Regions from separate parts of the Rattus norvegicus genome. Here region 2 is linked to region 1. Evidence: chromatin contacts called from public Hi-C data. All regions are on one chromosome and are shown on one strand. The core of a region is the stretch at or near the end of the contact, and the rest is flanking DNA. Distances in the headings are between cores, read along the strand shown. Region 1 overlaps Unc79 (unc-79 homolog, NALCN channel complex subunit). Region 2 holds the start of Prima1 (proline rich membrane anchor 1).

What was found. Hi-C and Micro-C count contacts between places; a contact is called where the count stands out from the background.
Region 2: a Hi-C map of Schwann cells shows a contact between it and region 1, with 7 times the contacts expected there. The contact joins the promoter of Prima1 here to the enhancer-like site in region 1. A contact is called at or near these places in 10 of 12 Hi-C or Micro-C datasets (the A7r5 cell line, Schwann cells, frontal cortex and 5 more) and 1 of 1 datasets of contacts at active chromatin or transcription factors (oligodendrocytes).

Annotation. Positions count from the first base shown.
Region 1 is chr6:128,054,807-128,057,698 of GRCr8, forward strand. Unc79 (unc-79 homolog, NALCN channel complex subunit) reads left to right here. Exons shown (of 51, transcript NM_001271253.2): 42 at 1,069-1,179. Among named protein-coding and RNA genes, the nearest start is that of Prima1, 98 kb to the right of the region's middle. Within about 2 kb of position 1,630, at least 39 of the 93 cell types and tissues checked have an H3K27ac peak or open chromatin away from gene starts, as enhancers often do. A contact at or near this core is called in Schwann cells, where this site is marked.
Region 2 is chr6:128,153,050-128,155,944 of GRCr8, forward strand. It overlaps Prima1 (proline rich membrane anchor 1), which reads right to left and starts at 1,587. Exons shown (of 5, transcript NM_001108721.2): 1 at 1,516-1,587; 2 at 784-906. The coding sequence starts at 876.

The sequences.
Region 1 (2,892 bases), core at 380-2,879:
TTGGACCTCTACATGCACACCATGGCATGAACACACGCTCACATGTGAACACACACCAAGTAATTATTTTTTAATATATTTGTATCCTCTTATTGGGTCATTCTTTCTCTGAAATGTATTTTAAGGAAGAACACTGAGGTGAACATTTGATATGGACATATTTGCTGAAGTGCTGTTTTCAGTGTGGCTGTTAAGATGGATGGCTCTGAAGAGTTACATAGCACTTTAATTTCTTATATTGTTAATAAAAGATGCACTGTGTATGTCTGTATCCAGACCCAAGGTTCCGACTAAGAAGGGCAAAATCAAGTGCTAGAGCTTGCGCTCTCCCTGGCTCCTGGAGTTGCCAGAAGAACTTTGAATAGAACAAACAATGGAGAAGCACTGCCTGGCACTCAGTGGGTGCTTACAAAACATGAGTGACTTGTGAAAGCCTGCAAGACTAAAACTTGGCCCTGAGGGTAGGGCTCAGATAAGGAAACGAACAGGCAACTTCCCTCTGATGAATACTTGCAGGAAACTGGGCAGCAGGAACTGTGGCTGAGTTCATGGGCCTTGGAGATACACATGGGACATTCCTCAAGAGTATAACTGTGTGGATCTGAGCCACAGCTGCTCAAGGGTCTAGAGGAACAGACTGAGTGGTCCTAACACAGCCTCACAGAGATGGGATTGCCAGCCTAGCATGAGGACAGGGCCATTTCTCATTTTCATGAGAAAATGAGAGGTTTTATTTTATTTTTTAATTTATTTTATCTTTTGAGCAATAAAGTGATTGGGTCATTCTCTTTGAATTGCTGGTTGAGTTTTTAGACCAACAGAATGGCTATTCACAGCTGCTTGCACTGGATCTCTGAAAAAACAACTCTTGCAGTTAAGGGTCAATAAGATTAATTAATGCCGGGACTGGGGATTTAGCTCAGTGGTAGAGTGCTTACCTAGGAAGCGCAAGGCCCTGGGTTCGGTCCCCAGCTCCGAAAAAAAGAACCAAAAAAAAAAAAAAAAGATTAATTAATGCCTTTGCAGAGTGAGGAAGCAAACAGCCTGTCTGTCTCTCTGTCTTTGCAGAGTTTGTTGGAGCCCTTCTCCAAGCTGCTGAGCTTTGTCATTCAGAATGCAGTCTTCACGCTGGCCTACCTGGTGGAGCTGTGTGGCCTGTGCTACAGAGCCTTCACAAAGGTGAGCCTCCTCTGTGTTCCCAGGACCCCAGAGGCAGAGCGGCCAATCCCCGTCAAGGTCTGGTTGGATGCTTTACACATGTATACATTAGCTGGTTCTGGAATGTACAGATTTGGAGACGGAGGCCACGTGGAGGCCATTTCCTAATGGCCTAAGTGACCTCGCATGGACCTTTTCAGGTTCATTAGCGCATCATTAGCGGGTAGCCGATCCTTAATGCTCCCGTGTTTCTGTCCCAGCCTCTGAGATGAGAATCTTCCTCAGGGTTCCTCTGCTGGTCTCCCACGCCTGAGAAAATGGAAGGGTACTTCCTGTCCAGTAGTTATGGCGGCCTTATCGTGGCTGGTAGGCATTGGCCTCAGGAAATGCAGGCAGCAGGAGAAAGTGGGATCCTTCCCACCCTGAGGACAATGCTTCAATGCTCCCTTCTAAGGCTCAGTGTCCTGAGCTTGTTTTCAATGGGCCTCTGTTTCTGTGGGTTCCTCCCGAACATGCAGAGCCCTCTCTATTTCTGTCTCCTCCTTCTATGAGCCCTTTCTTTTCCTCCGAAAACTCCCATTTTACAACAAAGCTTTCTTTCTATTTATAAAGAGCTCCCCAGCCATCTTTCTCACCAACTTGCCCCCACTCCGCCATGCTATGTGTCCCTCGATAACATTCTCTTTGGCCTTTCACATCCTTAGCTACTTACCGTCCTGCCTGGGGCATATATTTTCTCCCTCTCAAGACAGTATTTTTCCCCCTCGGACATTCTCTTTGACAAGTAACTCAACCCCCCTTTTTCTTTCATGCTTAAAAAAGTGGATATACAAAACGCAGTCCCAAATTCAGTAAAAATGCTTTATTTTTAGAAGTCATTTTATTCTAAAAGGGTTCCGTCTAATAACGCTTCCTTATGTAATCCGATAAGAAGACAGGAAAACATAAAGAACCCTGGTGACATCGTCAGGCAGTCTAGAAAATCCAGAACCGCCCCCACTGAAAAGACTAGAGTTTGGATGAAATATAGTAATACTTTTATAACATTTACTTTAAATGTACGTTTGGTGTTATAAGAACAACAGAGCAAAGGAAGAGGGACTTGAGAACCCAAACGTGGAGCACAGAAGCAGGACTGTGTCGGGGAGTTGCTGTCTTAACAGCACAGCGGTTTGAGTGCCAATGTCCACACAAGAGAAGGAGATGGCGTTATTCAGTTCCATAGCAGGAGTTGGAGTCAGGTCATCACTCTCAGGAAGTCAGAACCGTTGAAGGCTGTCTGTCCACTGGGTAAAGGGCAGTTTGGGAGGAATACATTTGTGATATGGTAGTGACAAGCATTGCTATGGGTTTTAAGCCTTCTGATGGAGAACTAATCTTATATCCTTTGACAAATTAGTAAGCACAGGCAGATCACTGAAAAGAGCAATGGAATTTATGGTACTTGCAAACTGCGACAGCGGCCAAGCTGAAGCCACATGACACTGGTGCTACTCCAGAGACAGGTGCTCAGCTTCTGTGTCTCTGCGGAAGGAAGCTCAGAAACAGACCTCAGGCATCTCTGGAGAGAGGAGCCTGCAGCCAGCCCCAGCATGACTCCTGAGGCTAACACCCTGAGGAGCCTAAGTGGTCGAAACTCAATTCGGCCCAAGTAAAAACACCTACCAGGGACTAGATTAGGAGAGTCAATAAATAGAAATGATATTTCTCCCAAGAATATGAAAATTGTGAGAC
Region 2 (2,895 bases), core at 337-2,836, 98 kb after region 1:
GTGGGGTGAGAGGGTCTCTGTCCACTGTAACATCTCACATCCCAGCAACAGCAAGGACAGCTACTAACCATGTCTCCTGCGATCCAGGTGATGAAGCAAGCAAACAAGTACTGACGCCATAACAAGCAGGAAAGAGAACCCCATTGTTCAGTCACTCTGCTGGTAAAGGACCGAGCGGAGCACAGGGATTCTGGGCAGGACTAGAGGACATCCTATGCAATCATTTCTCCGCCTCGAGTAATTGGAGTTGGTAGCTGCTTGCTTGGTCTCTGCCCTGAAGACTGGGAGGCCAAAGGTGAGAGTTTGTCCTCTGGCCATTTTGACAGCCTGTATTCTGCATGAATGGTGGGTCACCATCTACCTCCCCAGCCTCTGCTCATAAGAAGCACAGCCCTCACTCCAGGTTGAAGAAAGTTGGAAGGCTAATTTGAAGTTTAGAGGTCTAATCTGGTAGGAAACAAGGCACCACTATGGGATTGTTTTTTGTTTTTGTTATTGTTTTTGTTTGTTTGTTCTTTATAAGTTCGTTTCTTTCCCTAAAAGCTGCAGTTGAGTTCACTATGAGGTCTTAGTGCCTTCCTATATCAAGTTCAGTCCTGCAGGCCTTAGACCACAGCTGAGGCTCTTTGAGAAGTTTCTTATTTTTCCAGGGTCAGAGCACGTTAGACTTGACCAGTTTTTCTTTCTCCTCAAGTCTCCCCAGGACCACTCAGTGGGTGGCTGTAGCGGGAGCTCTGAAGTGACCTTTACCCCCTTCCCAGGAGGCCTCTGCCCGCTTCTCACCTGAACTAAACCCCAGAGTGGGTGCAGCGCACAATGCAGCAGAAGTGAGGGCCAGCAGCAGCCATGGCGCAGCACCAGGTCCCGGAGAAGCATCTCGGCCCGCGGCGCCCACTGGTGAGCTAACTGTCAAGGGAGTAAGGCTTGAGTCAGGTGGACACTGCATAGGCACGGTAGCATCAATTCAAGAACCACGCGATGAGCACTCACTTGCCCCGCACTTTGGGGCACCTGCGCAAATCAAGTCTTCATCTTCCTTCCAGCGCGCGCACATACTTGCTGACTCTCAGTGCTTTCCCAGAACTCACGCCCTACCTATCCTGGCGCACACCTCTGCCCCTTCAGAATACTGCATGCACACCTTGATCCTATGCACACCTCCAGAAACATCCAAACACACTTACTGAACCTCATACGACCCAATAAACGGTCATGCACAACTCTGACTTCAAACCCAGCGAGAATCACTCGCTCTGCGCGCGCACGCACTGTGACCCCCATGCACCGCCACCGACTCCCGCCCGCACACTCCTTGACTCTGCTTGCACAGTACCACCAAATCACTCGCTGCGTGTAGTCTCCCTGCCCCAGGGACTTCACTGCGCACACTGTCACATAGGCACCTCCGTGTGTGTCCCCATTTGCCGCCCAAACCCCAGTTACTGCTCCCAGGAAGGCGTAGGTTTTCCTGCACGCCCCCATCACCGCCCGCACCCCTCCGATGCCTCACGCCACCTTGCCTGGTGGCGACCCCCACCGATCGTCGACACGGAGAAGGGAGCTCAGGGTTCCCCCCACGGCAGCTCTGTTCTCAGCGGCTGGCTGGACAGCCCCCATTTAAAGCCAGCCGCCTCCCCAGTCCCCCGCCCTCTAGGCGGGGCCTCCAAGCTCACCCTGGCGGCTGCGCGCGCGCTCGGGGGCTTCACTTGCAGAGGACGAGCGCGGGCCGCTGAAGCAAAAGTTTGCGCGCTGCGTGGGCCTCCAGGGCAGCTGATCTGGGAGACCGGGGCGCGGCGCGCTCGCACGGGGCTCCAGGCTCCGCTTGGCCGCGCGCGGGCCGGGAAAGGCGGTCACCTCTGAACCCGTGGTCCCGGTCGGGCTGCCCAGGCAGAGGGCGGGGAAAGTGTCCTCGGATCCTCCGCTAGCCGGCTGCACAAGTCCTCCTTCAGCCCGGCCACGGGTCCCTGCGCCGCCCCGGTCCCCGCCCTTCCCGGTGGCGCCGAGCGGCTACCCGGGGCGCAGGGTACCCGGGGCCCGCTGGAGGCAGCGGGCGAGAGGCGCCGGCCGGGAGCACCCGCTCCGGCAGCAGGGCCGCGGGCGGAGGCGAAATAAATAATGCACGAAAAAGGAAAACAGACGTGAGCGGAGCCAGAGCCTCGCCCGCCTCCCTCCCGGGCTGCGCTCCCGCCCGCGCTCCCCGCTGCCGCGGCCGCCAGCGCCGCTGCAGTGATTCCTCGTCTCCATCTAGCGAGGCTATTGTGTATTGGGCGCTTAATAATTTATTTATTCACCCTAGAGGCCGAGGACTCCCAGTGACAGTGGCAACCTGCTTCTGCTTGCCCTTCCCTCAAGTTCATCCTGCAGGCTGCGGGAAGGTAGTAGTAAGGTCTGACAAGTGGGGACCCCTCTGCCCGCAATCATCGCGGACGCCCCTCAGGTTCTTCTTGTGCCGAACTGGGATGGTGCTGGCTAGCCCTCCCAGCAATGTGCCTGACCCTGACCTCCCTCCTTTTGGCTGTCATGCCCTCCAGACCTCTCTCTTTACTCAGTTGCGTCTTAGGGGGAGTTGCGACGTTTCAGGGACCCAGAGTTTTTCCGCAAACTCCTGTTGGATGCGAAATTATCAACAAGTCGGTTCTTCAGGAAGGAACTGGTTGGATCTCCTTCAAACAAGCTGCTTGCTGCTCCTACCTCACAGGAACCTTCCCAGGCGCCATGCAGGCGCCCTGCTCATCTGGTGATAGCGCTTTATTAAGTGCTCTGATTGATGTTCCGGGGAGGTGGGGGTGTGACAATTCCAGTCAAAGTCCCAAAGAGCTGGGCAGTCCTGTCTGGGGTTGGATGACAGAAAGGGAGGCTTATAGTGGAGGATAGATATCACAGCCCACTGGTTAA